Linked DNA regions of Capsicum annuum: region 2 is linked to region 1. The links are chromatin contacts, called in public Hi-C maps. All regions are on one chromosome and are shown on one strand. The core of a region is the stretch at or near the end of the contact, and the rest is flanking DNA. Distances in the headings are between cores, read along the strand shown.

Region 1 (5,695 bases), core at 3,103-5,602:
CCCTCGGTAAAAAAATTATGTTTGTATATATATAAGATAGAAAATGTATATTTATGTACGTCTATTAATGTTGAACCATATGAAACAAGGCACTTAGATAGCCCAGTGGTGTTATTTGCTCTTCTTGGACGCTTCCGTCAGCCTACTGAGCGGGTTCGATCCCTGCTAGTGACTGATTTTTTTTAATTAAAAAAAAGCTAGGTATTGCTGCTATAGAAATAATAATAATAATAATAATAATAATAATTTTAAATTTAAAAAAATTAGGTGCTGCTACTATAGAAATAAATAAAAAAATTATTATTATAATAATAATAATAACAACAACAACAATAATAATAATAGTAATAATAATAATAAAAACGACTTCGTTTTAATACAAAAAGAAAAACTTTGACAGTACACAAATATGACCTTTAACTATTCAAAACTGCACAAATATGACCTCTCTCCAAGTCAGCCCTTTTAACGACGTGGTACCGTATGATTGGATTACCTTTCCACTTAGGCGCGAGTGAGGCTCATGCATGGGGTTGCAAAATCAGAGGTTATATTTGTTCAGGTTTTGAATAGTTAAAGGTCCTATTTGTGCACTATCAAAGTTTAAGGTCAAAGTTATAATTTGGTGTCAAGTTTAGGATCATTTTTATGTATTAACTCTTTTATTGATGAATGTTGTCATTAAGTATTATTGTTGTGTTAAATGATGGTAAAGTTGATATAATGTCAACACAACATTGTCAATACACGATTTACACATAGCAGCAGCACGGTGCTTTGCCTAATAAGACACAACTTTGGAAGTGCAAACAATAACATAACAACAACACAAGACACAACAAGTGTAAACAATAACATAGCAGCAATACACAACACAATTTTGTAAGTGTAAACAACAACGTAATAGGAACACAACACAATTTTAAAAGAGCAAACAATAACATAGCAGCAGAACAAGTGCAAACAATAACATAGCAGCAGCAGCAGCACAAGTGCAAATAATAACATAGCAGCAGCAGTAGCACAAGTGCAAACAATAACATAGCAGCAACACAACAAACATTTGAAGTACGACTAGGCAAAAGACACCATAACAGAACATAGTCTGATATATTTAGAGAGAGGTATACAAAATTTACACCCTAGTAGACAAGATCTAGCAACTACTTTCAGTTCATTTGTTGCTGATGAACATAGCAGCAACATAAATCAAAATACATAAAAATATCTTCCTATTGAATTAACCTACACCATCTCCATCTTCCATTAAGCTTCTTTTCCCGCATCAAGTTATCAATTTGGACCTGTTTAAGCCATAAGTCTTCTTCCAACTCATTGATTTTATTCACCAATCTTGGAATGATAAAATTTGATCTTGGATCCACTTTTTCTTTGTCCCTCCATAGGAAAAAATTACATTTTTGAGATTGAATTTTTTTTAGAAATCAGTACATTATCATAATTTGAATATAAATTGACAGTAAAATACAATGCAAATTACATACACCATGGTAGGGGCAAGACCAAAATCTTCTTCCCGAATTTGATTTCGACCATGAAGTTTGCAAGTCAAGCAAAATACCATGTTTGCATCTCACAATAGCATTGACCATTGGGTCTGATTCATCCATACAAATTTGTCATTTTATGAATTTCGACAAAATCAATCATCAAATTACAAACCCTAAATTAATAGTTGAACCAAATTACAAAATAAAAATTCAAGAATTGAAGTATACATTGGGATTAAAAGCTAAAACGTACGTTAAAGAAATAAAAAAAAAAAAGAAGGAACTGAAGGAAAATGGTGGACAAGGACATGGGTCTTATAAAGAAGAAGATGATGACCGTTGGAAGAGAGAGAGAGTATTTTTTCATCTTTATTTCATCAAATAATCAATTAATGACGTGTATATTATGTGGAAGGCTAAAATTTTAATTTTGGACGTGCTGTGGCTAAACCAACGTGCCTAAAGGGGGTGTTCTCACCTTCCTTGATAGGTCAACATTTGGGGGAGTAATAAATATAGGAAAAAATAGATTAGGGGGGTAATAGGTCATCTTTAAAGGTTGAGTGTGTAGTTAAGATTTCGACTAAAGGTTGGGGGTAATAGACTATTTTCTCAATCTTGAATGATTAATATATCATGTGTAATTTCTTTCTAAAAGAAAAGAATTAGGATAAAATTTTAGTTGAATAAGTTTGATAAGTTAAATAGATCTATAAAAAAAAGAAAGAAATTTTAATAACATGACATTTCAAGTAGGAGAGAGAAGTTTTTTGAGGTGTTAAGTATATTTTAGAGAAAATAGAAAGAGTTGAATGATATTCTTATCGTAAATGAAATAAAAGTAATATTTGTAGGCAATTTTTCAAACATGAGTGACCATATAGGAAATTTACTCTAAAATTTAACAAAGTACGAACAACAAAATTAGAGAGGGGTGAATGCACAATGAGTATCCGGATTCTTTATATCCTCCAAATCTTTCATTAATGAAATCAGACTGAATATATTATTGTTATTAAGGTTTACAAGATCCTTAACAACATTAATATAAAAATGGTCATTATGTGGGTGGCTCAATACAATCACCGATCCAAAGTAAAAACTTAATAAGATTTTATAAATATTTTAATAAAATTCATGTAGTTTTTCTCAAAATTCAATATCTTAACCTTTTTAGATGCATGTAAGAGGGACATAGACCTGGTAATGTGGTGCTGCGCTCTCTAATATCAGTATACCTAATTTTCTTTTTTCTCATGTATTACTCTTTTTTTTCCTATTATATTTATTTATTTATATTCTTAGGAGGAAATTAATTTGAAGCAACCTTTCTAACAGATGTGTCCTTCTAAATTGGTTTAGAACGGTTGCCTTTAAAAAAAAAAAAAAACTTTTAATCTGTTTATATGACAATTCCTTTCCTACAGCCAAGAATGGTATTTATAGGGTCATCCACTATATAAATTGAGGAGTTTATAATTCAAATGTTCACTCAACTTATGATTTTTTTCCTCAGAAAGTTACTCAATTTTGATTTTTACTCCAAAAGTCACTCAACTATGAGTTCTTTTCTTAGAAAGTCACTTAACTTTAATTTTTATTTCAAAAGTCACTCAACTATGAGTGCCTTACTTACAAAGTCACTTAAACTATTTAATTAATTTTTTTCATTAAAATTTGCTAATATGTAATTTTTATTTAAAATAAAAATTTTAAAAAATTATAAAAAATCATTTAAACAATCAATTTAATCCCCCCCCCCCCCCCCCATATCCAAAATTCATTTAAATAATTTAAAAGAATATCTCTTTATTTCTTAAAATTTTAATTTTACAATTATTTTTTGTAATTTTTTTATCCAATAATTACTCTATACTCTAAAGTATATATAATCATACATATCATCAATTAATATCCTAAAATCACAATCATTTTATTATACAATTTTTGCTGCTAATTTACCTCGTTGTCGTATATATTTATTATAATGTTACTAATATTTAATAACATTTGCTAATGTTTTATATCATATCATTTTCGTTTAAAATCTATAACATTCCCTTTTGTCAACTTATTAGGATTAAAATTCATTATATTTATTTGATGCATCTCTATATTTGTGGGTGTACTCGTCCAATTTATTCATGCAACTAAAATCATGCATGAGATAGAGCAACACTCACTCCAAGTGTTAAAGCTTTTATTAGTATTAATAATTGTCATTGGATCTAATATCGCTGTAAACTTTAGAGGTATTTACGAAGAATGCTAAAATGTAATTGTCGTTAATAATATCATTGCCTCTAAAACATATATAATTAGTAGCAATTACGCTATTGTCGTAAACTAATTGCTCCTAACTATCTTTTTAGGTGTAGCGACTATATATGCTCATTTTCTCTTCCAACGATTTAGGGAGGTTCTGCTGCATGCGTGTTGTTATATTCTTCTTGGGTTTGTATTATATATATGATCCTTAGATTATTTATTGTTTCGGTGTATTGAATAACTAGAGTATATGTTCGTGCTTTGCACGATTCTAATATTTTATAAAGAAGGCATATGTGAAGGGTATTTTAGTTAATGCAAAAAAAAACTAACTCAAATTAGTATATATGAAGGTGAATAAGAAAATATAAGAATGAAAAAGGTACAAATATATGCCTGAATTTTAATAAAAGATATATATATCTTCTGCTATATTTTGGTATAAATATCCCCATTAATAATTAGGTACATATATATTCCTCTCACTAACAATATGCCACGTGGCATAATCCTAACCATTAATCAATTTTTATTTATTTTATCCCCAAATAGCAATCCACCCTAATTTAACAGATTATCCGACCCATAGCTTGACCCAGTTTCACGGAAAAATTCAAAAGACGTGTCTTATTGTTCTGTTCCACTCTCTCACTCTCTCACAAAAAAAGCCAACACAAATATGTTTAATTTGTGCTTTTAATTCCTCGCGGTGTGATAGAGAATCGAGTTGAGATCTATGGATGTTTCTTCTTCATCTACACATTTCATTTAATTATTTTCTTGTTTTGATTTGTTGTTGTTTGAATCTGAAATTCTAAAGAATTATTTTTGGATCCGATTTTGGTGGTTTTGCTATTTAAAAATCCTATTTCTGCTCCATCTTTATTCAGCTACTCCCTCAGGTGAAAACTTCATGGCCTTCTTATTTAATTTCTAAGCATTCTGTTCAAAGCCTGCTCCATCTTCTAAATTTTTTGTTTTCCTTTTTCTATTTCATAAATTAGATTTAAAACATGTCCGATATTAGTAGTGATTCAATTAGAAATTCGGTGAGTACTTTTTTTGTGGTGAAATTGTGCTTTGTTTCACTTCAAAAACTTCATTATACTTGTTTAGAGTACAATGGAAATGTGAAATATTTAAATAGTATTCTGTTTAATGTTCTAATGTTGGTGCTGTTGTTGTTGCCTTCTCTAGTGTTATTGATGTTGTTGCTGCCTTGCCGAGCTTTTATAATTGGTGTAATTGGAAGGATATGTATGTTCAATATATGCTGTTTTGGCTGTGAACGATACACGATTAAATCTATTTCCTCTTACCAGTCTAATACATACTAGTTACTAAGTTTCACCAGTCTTTGCGTGATGGCATGAAGCTTAATTTGATGAGATTAGTGAGATTTTATCCTGCTCTCATTTTTTTCACCTCCTAGTACAGTTTCTGTTTTGATCTATATTTTTCTTAAACTAAAAAGGGATTATTTGATTCATCACTCACTTTGCTGATGGTATAAAAATAGCCTCAGGAAGCCTAAGTTGCTCGAATTATTCAAAAATATCTATGGGTTCATGTCGGATTCTCCAAAAATAGTGTATTATTGAAGGATCCGATACGGGTGCGGCAAACATTTTTGGAGAGGCCGAACAACTTAGCAGGAAACAAGAAAGTTTTTGTAAACTTTGCAGATTGTGTGACTTGTTTTCCAAGCTTGGTACTGATTTAAAATTTATTGTTGTAGTTATTCTTTGTTGTGTCCACTTTTCCATAATAAGCTTTGTAAGTTCAAATATTCCAGTGCTTTGAATGCATGCTTTATAGTGAAGTGTTATCTTCTCAAGTGATTGATTTTGAGACTGCACTTGTATTTTTGTTAAGTTAATGTGCCCAGCTCCGGCGAAATGGGTAATGAAACTTTC
Region 2 (5,719 bases), core at 2,971-5,470, 70 kb after region 1:
CTCATTCCGATCCTTTACAGAAATGTGGTTCAACAGAGGAAGGAGAACATTCCTCAGGAGATGTTTCTTTAAATCCTGCAGCATCGAGTTCTGAACCCAGTATGGATGCAACGTCAAAAGATCTTAACTTCGCAGATGAAAATACTAGTGCAAGTGAAAAGCAGGTGCTTATGAGATATTTGCTTTATGGTATCTGCAAGCAGTTGTTATGCCGACTCGTAGTTCTTAATTGTGGCCATGTTTATTGTGAAAATTGTGTGATCAATCTTAGCGACAAGCTATGTGGATGTCCAGTTGGCAAACTGGAGCATCCAAATGGATACCTCAACATTTGGTTGATTCTTGCACACTACCTGGAAGAGCAGTTTACCGATTTATATGCATTAAGGGAAAAGGCATCAGCGTACAGAGTTGATGACCATCAGCCCAATATCAGGACGAAGTCGCTGGCTGCAAATCACTACCTAGATTTGATCTTTCCGCATGGTTAACGGATAGAGGACCGCAAGTTCATATTGGAGTAGGTTGTGGTCATTGTGGGATATGTCCTATTGTTGGGGAACGGTACAAATGCAAAGACTGCTAGGAGACAATAGGAGCTTGGAAGATGTTCATTATGGATAACTATAAGGAGCTTATGCCCGAGTACCTTGGATTTGTGAAGGGTGCTGTGGACTCTGATTATTTGTCTCTCAATATCTCTCGTGAGATGCTACAACAAAACAAGATTCTCAAGGTGATTAGGAAGAACCTTGTGAAGAAATGTATTGAGATGTTTAATGAAATTGCTGAGACCAAGGAGGATTAACTTGCTGATATATTTACCAAAGATCTTCCCAAATTCAGATTTGAAACTCTTCGTGAACAACTTGGAGTTACCAGCAAACATCTCGAGGAGGAGTGTTGAAGTATTGAGTTATTTGCTGTTAGTTTTCCTTTTTAGTTTAGTAATTTTATTTATGAAATTCAATTGTTTAAGTTGATATAGAATAGGATTTATTAGTATTCTAGTTGAAGGTAGAATAGGATTTTATTAGTTTCCTAGTTAGAAACAGAATAAGAATCTTTTGTCTATTTATATTCTCATATGTGGATGAATAAACAAGCAGAATATTTTTTTATCCTCAAACGTTTTCTTCTTCTTTGTGTTCTGTAGAACAACAAAGGCATTCACATTTTTGGTATCATCATACCAAGACTTGCATGTCACCCATATCATGCCATACCATTATCATTAAAATTTTTAGACTCTCAATCCTCCGCCTTAAAAAATCATGTGCATAATCATAATTAAACTTTCCATAACATTTCAAAACATCTGATAATACCGCTTCGTTCAATGATACAAAGGATGGAAAATCATTTATATTTCTTGTTCAAGTCAAAACTTTCAAGGTACTTCATAACTATGGCTTAATATTCATACATTTTTACTCAAGTTTTAGACATTAAGATTCATCATTTTCAAAGAGCCATTCTAGCATCAAAATCCCAAATAAAGATTTGAAAATCATTCATAGGAAAAGGAGAAATTCATATCAAGCTTTCATAGTAAAATCCTCAACCCTAGTTTCAATCCATCTTTAGAAAATATTAATAACATGAAATAAATACCTTGTATGAGTAATTTAAAGTAGGGGGTGTTCAAACATACCTTTTGACGGAAATAATTTCAGGAGATCTTAAGAGTAGAAACTTGAATCTTGAACCCCAGTGATTTTGCTTCTAGGAGTTTTGAAGAGAAGTTGGTTATGTTTTTGAAGAATGAAAAAGGGGTGGGATCGTTTAGTATAGGTTTGGGACAGTTCTTAAATACGGAAAGGACCAAAATGCCCTTAAAATACGAAATAAAAAATGAAATCCCAGTGGGCCGGGGGGGAGAAGGTCCCGTCTGTGTGGCGAGAGGCCACAATGGAGGCAATCCAGTGGCACCTCTCTAGTTGTGGCATGGCAGGGGGGGGGGGGGGGGGGGGAGGAAGGTGCCGACCTCCCCCGGCATGATGCACGGCCTCTTTTTGATCCTAGAACTTCCTTTGACGTACCTGAACTCTTTCCAAGAGATTCCTAGTCAACATAAGAGTTATAAAGGTTCATTTTTATCTCTAATAAGGCATGCAAGCATCCTGGGCGTTACAAAACCAATATCTGTTGGTATATTTTCTGTCAATTATCTCAAACGACAAGTCCAGCTTGGCTTAGACGATTAACCAGACATTTCATAACTTGTGTTTTTATAATTGATTCCATTTAAACAATTAATAAAGATGTTTCTATACTGTCTCCATTTAAACAATTAATAAGAATTCACGCTAGCAGCCATGGTAAAGCATGGAAAAACTTAGCCCTTCACATGGTGTTTACACTAAATAATACCTTTCTTTTGCATATGTGTTTATCTATAAAATTGGAGAATTAATATATGTACTCACCTCAATTCTATCACTTGATCATGGGTGTGAGTAAGTTATTTCCATGAAGTCCTTTAATCTCACAACAAGTCAATGGAACCACGTGGAAAGTGAGGATTGATGTACCTGACTACAAGTAGTTTAGGCATAGTTGTGATGTATCATTCCGAATCTCTGTTTCTTTTAATGAAAACTAGAAAACAGACACTAAAGAAGCAATTGTCTCAGTAAACTGACTAATTGTATATGTTTTAGGAAAAGGTAGCAGAAATGAGGATGTTGCGTTGGATCTGTGGTCTTACAAGACTGACAGGGTTAGGAATGAGATTATTCGGGAGAAGGTGGGCGTGGTATCAGTGGAGGAAAAAATGCGGGAAGTTAGGTTGAGATGATTTGGTCATGTGATGAGGAGGGGCACAGACGTCCCAGTTCGTAGGTGTGAGAGACTAGTGTTAGATGGTTTCAAGCGGGGTAGGGGTAGACCGAAGAAATATTGGAGAGAAGTGATTAGACGTGACATGGAGCAGTTACAGCTCACTGAGGTGAGGACATGACCCTGGCTGGAGGAAAAACACTAGGTTAGAGGGATAAGGTGGGTGGATGAATCATAGTCCGTAGTTAGGAGGGTTTTGGTGTCTTTTGTTTGGTAATATACGTTATTTTGTGGATGTTGTATCTATGTTAGTTTTATCATGTCTCATGCTTTGGATGTTTTTGTATATTGTCCTGTGTCTTGAGCCGGGGTCCTATCGGAAACAGCCTATCTACTTCTTTAGAGTTAGTGGTATGGACTGTGTACATTCTACCCTCCCCAGACCCCAATAGGTGGGAATATACTAGGTTTGTTGTTGTTGTTGTTGTTGAAACTGGTTACCAATCGATTGTGTAATTATCAGACATTAGTGCGTTCATTGCTTCTTGCTGCAAACCGCAAAGCAACACTGAGTTGATAAGACATCCTGGGTCATATTTCATATATGTGTGTTGCTGTATCGTAGAAGTTTTTCATTTTGATGGCAGGTAACAGCAATTGGAATGGAAAGTGAGCTAGTAGATAAAGATCTTGATGGATCTGCTTTTGTTTATGGATCATTGGGCTTTATTGACAAAGTTCTATGTGGAGTGTTTCTGTACTTTCTCGAGTCATATGAGAGTAAGCATCTGCCTCCCCTCTCTGTGTCTACTACATCCCTGACAATCTAAAACAATAGTTTTCCTGTGTCCTTTATTAAATTTTTGCTTTGATTTTGCTCATTATTATATTAACTAATTTGCATAACTTGCCTAATAACTTACATGTTATATGTTCCTTGCCTGCTGAAAGTTATAATGTATCATAATCCTTGTAAAATTATTTCCCTTTGAGATTTAGTTACAATGATTTGCTAGCACCAAAGGAAAAATGCTTTGATTTCCCGTCTAACATTTTTTGCAAGATATTACTCTTCTCTGTTGAACTTAAAGAGTGTATATGCTATGTCTTACATTCTCTTTTTTTCCGTTTTTTGTGCACGGCATGGTTGATTCAGGTTAAATGATAAATTAACTTGAATTTTGTTCTCAATAATGCAGGAAAAGATCCTGTTGCCTGTGATCCAGCATATCCTTGTTTCTCCGTTACACGATTTTCTCTAGGTTTCATTCCAGGGATTTCATCCTTAATTGGAGTCATAATCGCATTCTTCATAAGATCCCACACATCCCATCCTAAGACATCGACAGAACCCCTCTTGGCATAGCTCTCGAGGAGTAATGTGCAATAAATTCAAGGTACTTCATTGATATGGGAAGAGGATAAATGACATAGGCCAGTAGTTCAAGATACTGCAAAATGCAACATGCATCTTATTTTTTCTTCGTTGATGCGTTTGTTTGGCCAATTTGTTCTGAATTCAAGTTTGAGTTATGTTGTCAGTGATGTACTTTTGAATATTTAGTATTGTTATTATTATGAAAATAATATTGCACGGTGGCCGATTAGTTCGATATTCAAGTTTAAATTGAATATTCAATGATACACTTGAATGGTATAGTCACTATACAAAAATTAGCAAAAATAAAAGACGTGATGTACGAAACATTTGTAAAAGAGAAAAGTCACAAGCATCCCTTAAACTATATCCGAAATTGCTATAACACACTTAAACATTTCGAGGGTTCGATCACCCCTCTAAACTCATCTTTTCTATATTTTTGTTTTCCTTTTTGCTAATACGGCTATCAAGTAGCAAAATATTTTTTTTTTATCCTTTGTGCTGAGTTAGCAGCAATGTCAGCACCAAAGAAGCACAAAAATATTGAAAAATGAGTTTAGAGGGATAATATGCCCTTGTAAAGTTTAGGTGTGCCATAGAAACTTTGGGTATAGTTTGTGGGGATTGGGAGGGGTACTTGTCACGACCCGAGTCGAGATCCTGGCCGCGACAAGCATCCCGAATCATGAAAGCCCGAGTGCCCTTTTTATTTTCTGGCAATCATGCACAATATTCAAACAATATAAAGAAATGCGGAAGTTTTAACATATGGAAACATGGTCAATTTCATAATTCAATTGGACAATACTAAAAGAAACTCTTAACATTTAAAATATCTGACACCAGTCTGTGAAATATCTAACAATTACAACAATCAACATCTATCTAAAAGCAAAACAGGGATAAGACCCCCAGTCAGGCCATGAATCAAAATAAATAACAATGTCTTATAAACCCGATCTTCCGGAACAAGGGAGACTCACCAACTGCAAATCTCAGACACACCAATCTAGTGCGGGATCCTGGGACTGAGCCCCAGATCCTGAAATATAGTGGGTCAATACAATTGTACTGGTATGTGAAACAATCCAAAATAACATCTTTTATTACGCAACGTAGATGAGAGCATTTTGTAAAACATTACATATAAGTAAAACACATGACCATAATTTAGAATTCCAAATGCATTCTTTCAAATCATGACTCAACACCTTGTTATTTTTTTGAGCAAATCGGTACACCCTACAATCTAAAATTTCATGGGCTATATAGAATCAACCCTTGACTCGGCGGCTAAGCCTCCAATCCAAGTGTGTCGCAACGATTGGAGTTTTAATAAGTTGGTACACCCCTTAACAAGTATTTCGTGGCATCATCCTTACATGATGTCCACATTATCTCCCTCTCAGGATAATACCCATATCGGCAACTATGGTTTCCAACGATGATCCCTTACACTTAAACGCCTTCTTCGGGTAACCAATTAGCTCTCTTAAGCCCAACTTTTAGTTCTTGGAAACCATGCTTTATATTTTCAAAACAATCTATACTTGTTTT

The links. A called contact is a pair of places that touch in the nucleus more often than the background predicts.
Region 2: a contact with region 1 is called in a Hi-C map of leaf, with 2.1 times the contacts expected there. The contact joins two enhancer-like sites. A contact is called at or near these places in 2 of 5 Hi-C or Micro-C datasets (leaf and placenta).

What each region holds. Positions count from the first base shown.
Region 1 is chr10:19,794,744-19,800,438 of UCD10Xv1.1, forward strand. No RefSeq gene overlaps it. Among protein-coding and RNA genes, the nearest start is that of LOC107845292, 44 kb to the right of the region's middle. Within about 2 kb of position 4,353, at least 5 of the 5 cell types and tissues checked have an H3K27ac peak or open chromatin away from gene starts, as enhancers often do. A contact at or near this core is called in leaf, where this site is marked.
Region 2 is chr10:19,864,526-19,870,244 of UCD10Xv1.1, forward strand. It overlaps LOC107845292 (major facilitator superfamily domain-containing protein 12), which reads left to right. Exons shown (of 13, transcript XM_047398543.1): 12 at 3,429-3,561; 13 at 3,981-4,394. The coding sequence ends at 4,147. Among protein-coding and RNA genes, the nearest start is that of LOC107845292, 26 kb to the left of the region's middle. Within about 2 kb of position 4,221, at least 4 of the 5 cell types and tissues checked have an H3K27ac peak or open chromatin away from gene starts, as enhancers often do. A contact at or near this core is called in leaf, where this site is marked.